Regions from separate parts of the Mus musculus genome. Here all the other regions are linked to region 4. A link is a contact called in public HiCAR-type and promoter capture Hi-C data. All regions are on one chromosome and are shown on one strand. The core of a region is the stretch at or near the end of the contact, and the rest is flanking DNA. Distances in the headings are between cores, read along the strand shown.

Evidence for each region. Promoter capture Hi-C pulls out the DNA fragments that hold promoters and counts their contacts. HiCAR-type assays count read pairs that join an accessible place to other places.
Region 1: a promoter capture Hi-C map of 3T3-L1-derived adipocytes shows a contact between it and region 4, with 9 times the contacts expected there. The contact joins the enhancer-like site here to the promoter of Radil in region 4. A contact is called at or near these places in 7 of 39 promoter capture datasets (the 3T3-L1 cell line, 3T3-L1-derived adipocytes, cranial neural crest and 4 more) and 1 of 115 datasets of contacts at active chromatin or transcription factors (embryonic stem cells).
Region 2: a promoter capture Hi-C map of liver shows a contact between it and region 4, with 3 times the contacts expected there. The contact joins the promoter of Grifin here to the promoter of Radil in region 4. A contact is called at or near these places in 4 of 39 promoter capture datasets (the SN4741 cell line, embryonic stem cells, hippocampal neurons and 1 more).
Region 3: a contact with region 4 is called in a HiCAR-type map of astrocytes, with 5 times the contacts expected there. The contact joins the enhancer-like site here to the promoter of Radil in region 4. A contact is called at or near these places in 5 of 39 promoter capture datasets (the 3T3-L1 cell line, cranial neural crest, liver and 1 more) and 2 of 115 datasets of contacts at active chromatin or transcription factors (astrocytes and embryonic stem cells).

The regions. Positions count from the first base shown.
Region 1 is chr5:140,799,170-140,801,869 of GRCm38.p6, reverse strand. The region is part of intron 1 of Gna12 (guanine nucleotide binding protein, alpha 12); the gene reads left to right. Among named protein-coding and RNA genes, the nearest start is that of Gna12, 30 kb to the left of the region's middle. Within about 2 kb of position 1,344, at least 71 of the 459 cell types and tissues checked have an H3K27ac peak or open chromatin away from gene starts, as enhancers often do. A contact at or near this core is called in 3T3-L1-derived adipocytes and liver, where this site is marked.
Region 2 is chr5:140,563,662-140,566,361 of GRCm38.p6, reverse strand. Grifin (galectin-related inter-fiber protein) reads left to right here and starts at 1,295. Exons shown (of 5, transcript NM_030022.1): 1 at 1,295-1,320; 2 at 1,617-1,696; 3 at 1,770-1,929; 4 at 2,655-2,700. The coding sequence starts at 1,309.
Region 3 is chr5:140,770,532-140,773,231 of GRCm38.p6, reverse strand. The region is part of intron 2 of Gna12 (guanine nucleotide binding protein, alpha 12); the gene reads left to right. Among named protein-coding and RNA genes, the nearest start is that of Gm30745, 22 kb to the right of the region's middle. Within about 2 kb of position 1,336, at least 68 of the 459 cell types and tissues checked have an H3K27ac peak or open chromatin away from gene starts, as enhancers often do. A contact at or near this core is called in astrocytes and pre-B cells, where this site is marked.
Region 4 is chr5:142,549,648-142,552,347 of GRCm38.p6, reverse strand. Radil (Ras association and DIL domains) reads left to right here and starts at 1,250. Exons shown (of 15, transcript NM_178702.4): 1 at 1,250-1,368.

The DNA.
Region 1 (2,700 bases), core at 95-2,594, 1.8 Mb after region 4:
AAGGTCTGGAAAACCACACAGCTTATTTTAGATTAATGAACAATGCACAGTAAATATATCATTGGATCTTACTGAGTATGTGTGCTGCAAAAAGAAGGAAAGGGTGATGAAGGGACACCAGGACCTGTCTCCTGCAGGGATGGGAGACATTCAGCTGGTGGCTTAGTGCTCACTGGTCTGGGAAGCAGGAGCTGGCACACCATGTCGTGAACCACATTCATTGTGGTTTCTGTGAAAAGAAACAAGAAAGTCAGATAAGAGATTTAGGATCAGACAATTCAAATCATGTCAGGTGCCACAGAATATTCCCTGCTTGTCAAGTACCTGCCCTAGGTGACTAGAGCAGAGGAATAAAGAATCAAGCAGGGAAAAGCCAGGGGAACTTCAAAGAGGTGCCTCTGAGTATGTGGTCTGTGTTGGCTGGTCAGACATGAAGTGTTATCACAGAGGATGTCTTGTCCTGGAAAGGGCCATGTCTCTCCCATCAGCAAGGCTTCAGGTGTCATAACACCAGAGATGCAGAAAATGGATTCGCCTGTGAGTCTTGGGTGCCAAGAAATGTGAGATCCACCATCATCCTGTCCTAGTTAGACAGGCAGCAGCCTGAGGAGCCACAGGACAGGCCCTCAGAAATGCTCAGCCTGGGCTCCGGCCCCCAAGACCTTGAATCAAGAGGTTTGGGATTCAGCTTCCCCAGGTGATTCTGAGACTGAGGGAAAGGATTCAGTGGCTCCTGGGGAGCCACTGACACAGGCAGTCACACAGGGAGCAGAAAGAACCAGCGCCCTGGGGTCAGCTGGAAAGAACATGGCAGCCAGAAAGCAATCCATAGAGGCAAACGTCAGTCTGCTATTACGGATGAGACCCACCACACACTGACTACAGTGACTTATACCTTTTATGACAGTAGTTTACTAAGGAGGGACTTGAACTTCAGGGGGACATTTCATTTGCAATGCAAAGTCAGTTTCTGACCAGTGGTTTTGCCTACCTGTCCCCTAAGAGACAGCCATGTACAGAAGTATCTGTTTGTCCTGGTGTGAACTCAAGTCACCATAGCTCATCCCCTCCCTTCCGTACAACCCATAGTTCCTGACTGAGGACAGTGTGGAGAGAGACCTTAATTCTATCCTTTGGTTTTGACAGTCTGATGTTGGCCTGCTCCTAAGGCTTTGAGGTTTGGGCTTCCCTGTGGATGCAGACTGAATTACAGGCTTCTTAGCATCGCCCAGCCCTGGAGAAGGCAGTCTCTGATGACCTCAGAGTAAGCAGGCAAACACAGCTTCGTACAGTCCTGGCTTTCCCCTAGACCTGGTGCTGCGGTAAGGGTAAGGCAAGAAGTGTCCTCAGTTTCATTGGCATCTTGACCAGTGGTGACTAAATCTGAGAGTGGCTTTGTTGTCCACACATGGGTAAACCGTGTGACAGAAGTCCAAGCTCCCAAATGGGCAGTCTCCAACTGGGCAGTCTCCAACTCTATTTTGGCAAACTGACAAAGAATTTTTCTTTTAGGTGCTAGAGATGCAACCCAGGGCTTCGTGCATGTAAAACAAACACTTTACCACTAAATTATACTGCAGTCCTCAAAGGGGTGTGTGTGTGTGTGTGTGTGTGTGTGTGTGTGTGTGTGTGTACAACCTTTGATGTTCCTCATGTGCTGGCCACCTTGTGTTTTGAGTCAAGGCTGGCTGGCCAGTCAGACCAGTGAAATCCATTTCCAGCCCTGAGATTACAAATATCTTACTATTCCCAGGTTTTGTTTTTAGTGTAGGCTCTGGGGATTGAACTCAGGCCCTTAAGCTTGTAGGCAAGCACTATCCTAGCCCTCTTTAAGCAAAAAAGTTGTGTGTGTGTGTGTGTGTGTGTGTGTGTGTGTGTGTGTGTGTATGATAATGTATGCATGTATGACGGTTGAGGACATACATTTGTGGATACATATGTGTCAGTGTGGAGACTTGAGTTGACAGTGGATGTCTTCCTCCACTTTATTGAGGCAAAGTCTCTCACTGAACACAGCGCTTGCCAAATGGTTAGTCTAGCTAGCCAAGTACTGGATTGCAGGCAGTAGCCATGTCTTCCCAGTTCTGTCCTCATATTAGCATGACATACGATTTTTCCACTAGGCAAGCTCTTCAGCCTCCTTAAATTTTTCTTAAATAAGACTACAGAGAGAATTTCTTGTGCACTGTGTAGAAGCTTCATCTGTCAGTTACATAAAACAACAGCCTTGACATTAAACTTCTTCTGGTTGCAAATTATTTTATTCACTTTCAAACGGTATTCAGGGAAAAATCTAAAAGGCCCATGGAAGTGTAGGCCACAGCTTCAGCCCAGGGCACACCACCACTGTGATACCTGCCCTCCACATAGTCATGGCCTCTCCAATGTTTTGTTTAATTTTGTAAAAATGCAAAGCTCAGGGCCTATGCCCATGAGATGTCTTCAGCCAGGGAAACTGCCACAGCTTCTTCCACGGCTGGCTTTTCAACTTAGGGTCAGCTTCAGTGCCACTCTCTTTGTGGCCTTCTGGCAGCTTGTTTTTGACAGTTCCTTCCCACAGACAGCTGCCTCGCATGGAGCAGAACACAATGTGGTGCTGCAGGCTACCCTGCCTTTCCCCTGACTTGTCCATGGTCTTCCTCTACAGCTCAGCTTCTCAGGGACCCAGCCACAGAACCAGGCACACAGCGACTCTAACTA
Region 2 (2,700 bases), core at 46-2,545, 2.0 Mb after region 4:
TGTCACAGGGACCTGGGACTTGCCAGGGTCTCCTGACTGGCTGGCTGGAGACCCCAGCACAGACCACTGTGTTCTGTGCCTTGCACAAGTGCTGGGCATCAAACTCAGATCCCCCTACTTGCGCAGCAAGCACTTACTGATGGTACTTCTTCCCCATGGCCCTCCAGGAAGGTGAGCATGTGGGGTCTGCAGACTCTGCACCCAGCCAGGCAGGTCCAGCAGGCTCACCCCAGGGAATCTCTGTTGCTCTGGGCTGCCCCCTGCAGGCTCAGCCAACCCTGCCATGCTAGTGAGCCATCTCTGTGTCCTGCTTGACCTTGGTACCCATAGCTCCCTGCCAGACTGTGTCCATCCGTGCAGCGGTATCTGGGAAGAGGCAAAGCAGGCCAGAGGCTCAGCCCTGCCAGGGCCTGGAGAGAAGAACGGTGGCAGAGGGGACCCACGGGGACAGGAGAAAAGGAGACACGTGCTTGTTACACACTCATCTGCAGGCTTTACCCCCAAGGCTCTGGGCCCCCACCACAGCTACACTGTGACCCAACTTCCCCCTTCAGAGAGTCCCAGAGGCCCCCATAACCGCCCCCACAGACTTGGGCTTCTCTCCTCCATCCTTGAGGTGGCCTCGAGGGCCCCAGTGGATCCTTCTCATTGGCTCAGCCCAAGAGGCAGCCGGCCAGGAGAGGCGTGGGGGTGTGGGAAAGGCCCTCCCCATCTGTAGACTGGACACTGGAATGTGCTGAGCAGAGCCAGGCCTAATCCCCATTCATCCCCTTGAGGCCACTGAGCCACTGCAGCGGGGCAGCCCTGGGATGGAAGGGGACTGGATCAGGGACACATTCCCAGTATGGTAGACAGTTGATGGATGGTCAGACTGAGGTCATAAGGTCAGCCAGGGTTCTATAGGAGGACACACTTTCTTCACTCTTTGAGACCGATGGGGTCAGTGTGAGGCTCTGGAGTATGGGAGTTGGGGGGGGCCCTGGTTACACCCTCCCTACAAAGATGGGTGATGTATCCCCAGATGTGCACAAGACCCTGAATAGTGCTGGTGGCAGAGCTAGGTAGACCTGGGGAAGTATGTTGAAAGGACCAGTGTATTCACTGATGAACCCAGGGCAAGAGCGCTGCCACTAAGCCATGTACCCAGCCCCCTCTCCAGCAGGGTTAGCCTGAGGGGGGAGGAAAAATGGGGCACAGAGGTCCATGTGACCCAGACAAGGCCCCTAGAGGTGGGGCCCCCATGCCCCGCCCCAGCGGGCTCTGCTATATCTCCAGCTGCCTCATCCCCACACCCAGTGGCTGAGGGCAATGACACTGCAGGTGGGTAAGATCCACAGCCCAGGGAGGTTGCAAATGCTGGAGAAGGAAGTGGAGTGGGGGGGTGGGCGCCTGGTGGGGCCACCTACTCCACTATAGAGCTGGGAATGTTTATAGCTTCTCCTCAGCCCCCAAGCAGAGAGGCTGTGGGGGTAAGGTTGGACCACCACACCCAGAGCAACATGGAAGTAGAGGCTTGGGCTTGGTGGGAGCCGGTGTCCCTGAATAAACAGCACACTTGATGGGGAGGAAGGAGGTTGCAGCCCTCTGGGGCTCTGTCCCCTGTGTTTTGCCTTCAGTTCGAAGCCTTCTGTGCAGGGGGTCTGGCCCCTGGCTGGAGCCTGACTGTCCAGGGACATGCAGATGCTGGAGAAGAGAAGTAAGAGCCTCCCTCGCTGGGGTCGGGACCCTCCAGCCACACTCCTGACCCTAATCACACTCTCCACCCATAGGTTCGAGATCAACTTCTTAACAGACGCCGGAGACATCGCCTTCCACGTCAAACCTCGATTCTCCAGCGCCACGGTGGTGGGCAATGCTTTCCAGGGAGGACGGTGGGGGCAGGAGGAGGTGTCCAGCATATTCCCACTGACTCTGGGAGAGCCCTTTGAGGTGATGGGGTCTGTGGGAGGAAGGAGAGGTGGGGTGGGACACCTAGGACCCGTGAAGACAGGGACTGCGGAGGATAAATGCATGGGCTGGTGCACCCTGCTGGGCCGAGTGGCCTCCTTTCACGGAGTTTGTTCACAGGGTGTCTCTCTCTCTCTGGCTACTAACCACCTTCTCTTGGTGAAAAGAGGGATCCCCAGCTAGGAACTCAGGACCAGGTGGTCCACACCATGCTTTGCCAAGTAGCCAGGGTTGTGTTTTATAAAATGCGGCAGGAGGGAGCACCTTGGTGGGCCAGGCCAATGAGCACCTTGGTGGGCCAGGCCAATGTGTCGTCGTCCCCGTCCCCCCCCCCCCCCCCGAGGAATCAGCACCGTGCAACAGGCCTAGTACAAAATGAAGTTTATTGGAGGGAAAGGAAGGCAACGTGGAAAGGGGATAGTGGCAGAGAAAAGGGGGCAGAGAAGGACAGAAAGACAGAGGAGAGAAGACAGAAAGAGGAAGAAAGGTAGAGGCTGGCTGAGAACACGTGGAGAAGAGAGAGAAGAGAGGGAGAGAGGGAGAGACAGAGACAGAGAGACAAAGAGGAGCCAAGCTGAATGAATAGTCCTGGCTCACACTTGGCTGCTGTTGGGTGGAGCCTGGAGAGATTGCTGACAGCCAAGAAGGCTTCTGTGGTTGGGGCCCAGAGACACCCCCCACACACACACACTTTCCCTTCCCCTCAGATGGAGGTGAGTGCAGACGCAGAACACTTCCACATTTATGCCCAGG
Region 3 (2,700 bases), core at 87-2,586, 1.8 Mb after region 4:
GCCAGTAACCTCTGCACAGCATCTCAGCTGACAGAGGATGAGGATAGGCCCGGAACCTAAGCTCTGCTGGGCAAGTGCAGTGCCGAAGCCTTGAGGAGCCTCTGCAAAGTTCAGGCCAGCCTCCTTAGAGTAAACGTCTTTGGGGGGCTGGAGAGATGGCTCAGCGGTTAAGAGCACCGACTGCTCTTCCGAAGGTCCTGAGTTCAAATCCCAGCAACCACATGGTAGCTTATAACCATCCGTAATGGGATCTGATACCCTTTTCTGGTACGTCTGAAGACAGCTACAGTGTACTTACATATAATAAATAAATAAATCTTTTTTTTTTTTAAGTTGTCTTCATAGGAGAGCTGGGTCTGTGGCCCGAAGTCAGGTGCTCATCTGTCCATCAGTGGAAGGTGGCTAGTGACCTTGTTGCAACAAGGCCCTGCTGGCTGGGGAGGGAGCCCTGGGTGCCTAGGCTCCTAGAGTGGGCAGAGATGGTGGCCAGAGGTTGGTTGGGAAAGCCACCGTGAAGGCACAGTCCCTGGGTGTCCCCACTTTCTCCTTGTCTGGTTTGGGAGCTCTCAGGTGACTCCTGCTAGAAAGCACTGTCCAGGTTTGTGGTTGTTCTTACGCTGATGTTCAAAAAGTTATAGTGTCTCTATTACCATTTCTTGGTATTGGTTGGTTGATTTTGTTTGAGGGGGTGGCTTTTTACTTTGAGCTAACGTCAGGCCTAGAGAAGAGCTACAAGAGCTATTCTGAGTGCTCCAGTGCGGTGCACCGCTGTCTGGGCCTAGTCTCCTTCTTTCTTCCTGTTCCCCTTCTTCCTCCTCCCCTTCTCTCCCATCTTTCCCCTGTCATGTTTTCTGTGGTGTTTTCTAACCCTTGCAGCAACTGTAAGGATCGAGTTAAGATCTTGATAAACTTTCTAACAGGCAACAAGTTTAATTCTTCCCCATTCCCCTCTCTCGTGAGACATGGTAGAAAACGCCTTTTTTCCTCCCTCCCTCCCTCCCTTCCTCCCTCCCTCCTTCCCTTCCTCCTCTTTATTTTGTCTCAGAGACTGTCAAACTCCGAAGCCTATGCTGGTCTTGAACCCTGGTGACTGTTTTTTGGCTGGGCCAGTGAGTGCTGGTATTACAGGCTGAGCCACCACATTTGGCTCTATCTTCATCTAGGGAAGGATTCTATCTTACATGAGAAAGAATTCTGTGGGGCTGGGGAGATGGCTTGGTGGTTTAAAGCGCCCACTGCTCTTACAGCAGACACCGGTTCTTTATAGAGCAGGCTTCATTTCCTCCCTGCCTTGAGGAAATGGGGATCCACTTCGGGAATCCCCCGCTCCAGCAGCACAAGCTGCAGCCCCCCACTTCCTTCCCAGAGGCCCCAGAGGGGGGACTGGCTACTCTCCTCTGAGGACCTTTGAAGGGAGCTTGCTGGAGCTTGTAGTTCCATTTAGGGCTCTTACCCAGTTTCCTTTTAATTGACATGCAGGGTCTGTTTAACTTCCTGCTGCTATTTTGTCAAATAGCTGTGGTTTAATAAAGATGCACACGGCCTGTAACAGACTGTATAATTGGAGCGTTCCTACCCTGCAAGCTGAGGCTCTGAAGTAGATCTTAGCCCTGAACCTGCACTGAGCTACTCAGGATTATTAAACGGAGATGATTAATCCTCCTCCCAAGCAAGGCAGGAGCTGTCTTAAGTAAATAAGCAGGCTTTGTGGAAACTTTGTTCTTTTTCTTCAGTTTTTTAGAAGTGTATAATTCAAGGACTTTTCAGTAAATTTCCCCAAGTTGTGCAAACATCACCCTAAAACCATTTTTAAAACATTTCCATCACACCAGTGAGATCCATCCCACCCATGCACATTGGCCCCAGCTCCCAGCCCAGACAGTCCTTCAGCCATCTTCTGCCTGTAGACTCCCTGGGTGTTTCCTGTAAATGCAGTCATACAATAGCTGCCTTCTTTTTGTTGTTTTATTGTGCTGCTGTGGGGCAGGAGGAGAAGGAGACTCACAGTGCCCATGTACATGTAGAGGCCAGAGATTAATGTCACTATCCTGTCAACTCTTCATCTTTGCTTTGTATTGTCTTGAGACAGGGTTTTGTGTCGCCCTGGTTGGTCAGGAATTCACTAAGTAGACCAAGCTGGCCTTGAACTCACAGAGATGCACCATGAGTGCTGACATTAAAGGAATGACCACCACATCTGATTCCTCCGGCTTTTTTTTTTAAGCATTTTTAATTTTATTTATTCGGGGTGGGGGGTTGCTCTCATGTGTATCTGTGCACCATGTGTATACCTGGTACCCAAAAGATTCTAAGGGAGACCCTTGGATCCCCCAGGAACTGGAGTTACAGGGAAAGGGTTGTGAGGCACCTCATAAGTGCTAGGAATGAACCCTGAGTCCTGTGCAAGAGCTGCCAGTGCTCTGAAAGCTGAGTCAACTCCAGACCTATCTTATATTTAGAGGCAGGGTCTCTCACTAAACCTGGAGCTCACCAATCGGTAGACTGACTACTAGCCATCACTACTCCCAGTGCTGGAGTTTCAAACACACACTGCCATGCCCTGGTTTTTCCGTGGGTTCTGAGGATACTTCACCTGCTGAGCCAAACCCCCCAGCCGGCCCATAGATGACTGCTTTAATTTACCATTAACATGTTTGAGTTCCCTCAAGTTCTCCGTGCGTGCAATATCAGGAGGCCATG
Region 4 (2,700 bases), core at 1-2,500:
AGGAGGCTGACCATATGTCATACTAGGTGTAGCTTGGGCATAGGAGACCTCAAAGTCCACCCCCACAGTGACACACTTCCTCCAACAAGACCACACCTCCTAATAGTGGCACTCTCTATGGGCCAAGCATTCAAACACAGAAGTGTATGGGGCCATATCTATTCAAACCACCCAGTGAGGAACTGTATTAAAGGGTTGCAACATTAAGGAAAGTTGAGAACTACTTCTCTACAGTATAGTTCTTGACAAACTGCCCACAAAAAGATATACTTCTCGGGTTAGGGTGTGCAGTTTGAGATCACTGAACATACCAGAGAGAAGTCAAAGCAAAATACATTATTTGGGTCAAGGACCTAGAGCTGATTTGGTCCCATTTTGCATGGTTTAAAGTTAGTCTGCCATAATTTGACTTGTGTTTTTAAAATTCTGGCTGCTTAGGGTTGAAGTGATTCAGTTGGTAGAGCATTTGTATTGCATACATGAGGCCCTTGGTTCGATCCCCAGAACTACATTAACTAGGCATGGTAGTGCAAGCTTGTAATTCCAACACAAGGACAATGGAGGTAATAGCATCAGGAGTGCAAGGCCAGCCTTGGTCACATGGAGTTTGAGGCCAATCTGGCATCTATGAGACCCTATCTAAAATGTAAAATAAAATTCTACGAAGGATACATTAAAATTAAAGAACTGGGGTTAAATGCTGACAACACACACTATATACACGTATGCAATTGTCAATGAATAAATAAAAATATATTCAATAAAATAAAAGTCTGGCCTTCCTGTCCCTGGTCAGTTTCATGCATATTCAGTTATGTACCTGTCCATCTTTGTCCACCCCTCCACCTTCGTCCACTAACTGGGGTGGAGGCCAAACACCACCTACTTGATCATAGAGTACACAACCCCAAAGCAGGGGGGCCCAAGAACAGGCCACGCCCTTCTTTCCTGCAGCCCCGCCCCTTGAGATACCACGACTCGACTTTGGGAAACTAGCCCCGCCCCCTTGCCGAGGCCACGCCCACTCAAAGGCCACACCTCTTAGAGAATCGTTCTTACCGTTGGGGACCAGAAGGGGGCGCTAGCGCACAGCCTATCTTTCTCGGTCGGCCAGGCCCGCCCTAATACATGTGACCCCGCCCACTCGAGGCTCCGTCTCTGCCCATTGGGCGCTGAGGTGTCAAGTTTCTGTTCGTCTCGCCCGACTCCCCGCCCTTAGAGGCTCCGCCCCCAGAGGCCCCGCCCCTTCGGAGGCCTCGCCCTGTCCGTTGCGCGGCCGGCAGGAGGCGCTTCGAGCCGGGCGCCAGCTCGGCTAACGGCGGGCGTGGGAGCCGCGCGCGGGGGACGCAGCTGACAGGCTGCGCTGAGGTGAGTGCGGGGCGCGAGAAGGAAGGTCAGCAGAGGCCGAGGATGGCCCAGGAGGTGCGGCTGGGCCACTGCGGGGACCCGCGGAGGGTGCGGAGACCGCGGGCTGAGACACGGGTGGCGGGGCACGCGCTGGGGCGGGGCCGCGCTGGTCACGGTCCCCACGGCGAGTCCGGGCGCGATGGAGGCAGGCTTGCTCGGTTGCCATGGAAACCGGCGAGCGCACGGGGCCTGGAGCGGCCCGGGGGAGCTGCACCTGAAGGCCGGGTGGGCGCGGGTTGCGTGGCCCCGTGGACTTCCAGGGGCAATCCGGGTTCCGTCACTCGTGGCCAAGGGACCTTTCCAGGCCTCAGTTTACCTGGTAGTGCTTTGGAGGTGCAATCTAACCTGGAACAACCCGAAAGAGCTCAAGGCGGGAGTCCCGCACTCGCCCACCAGGATGGTGGTGACACCCCCGCCTACACCCGTCCCGCATCGCGTCTCCTCCCCATCGGTGTGCCCGCGAGAGGCATTGTTTCTCCAGCTATTTCTGTATCATTTCCAGCCAGTCCCCCGACAAGTGCCGCGCCTGAGACAGATGCTGAGCTGGAGCTCCGAGGCCCTCAAAGGGATCTGGCTTCTGTCCCTGGGGAGCCCTGGGATGGGGGCCTGACAGGCTGCAGACCTGCCCGGCCCAGCCTCTGTCGCCTGTCGAGTGTTTGGTTAATCTGAATTACCAAAAAGAATTTGATTACTGGTGTCTCTCGGTGCTGCGGGCCACCTCTTGTGCATTCCAGAGAGGAGCTTCTCTTTAATCCTGCTGGGAGAAGTCAGTCCCTTTTTGCTAAGTGACTAGCGGCCCAAATGAAACCTGATTGAATTATGCTTGCCTTTAAAGCCGCCCTCCAGCTGGAGCCATAAAGATAGGATTTGTGGATGAGGGGAGGAGGCTAATGCGCCGTCTGCAAAGTTGACTGCTCAGTTTTTCTTCTGTTGGAATGATAATGTGTTCCACATTGTCCTGTTGGAACAGAGACGTCCCTCCACCCATGTCAGCCGTCGTTGACCTCACTGCCTGCCTGGTCTCTGTGACTTAACCTTACTTTTTTTCCTTTTCTTTCTTTTTTCTCTTTTCTTCCTTTCTTTTTTTCTTTTTTAAAAAAGCAGAATCGGAGAACAAGAAAAGAGACAATTTCTGAGGCAGCCACGGCGAGAGCCCTGCGTGTACTCTTGACTCTCTGGGACCTGAGCTGTCCTCAAATGTTTGTGTGTCAGAGGCGAGAATGAGGCAGAAAAAGGAAAAGACAGGTCATACTTCCAGAAAAACAGATCTGGTTACCCAGGGCGTACTCGCCT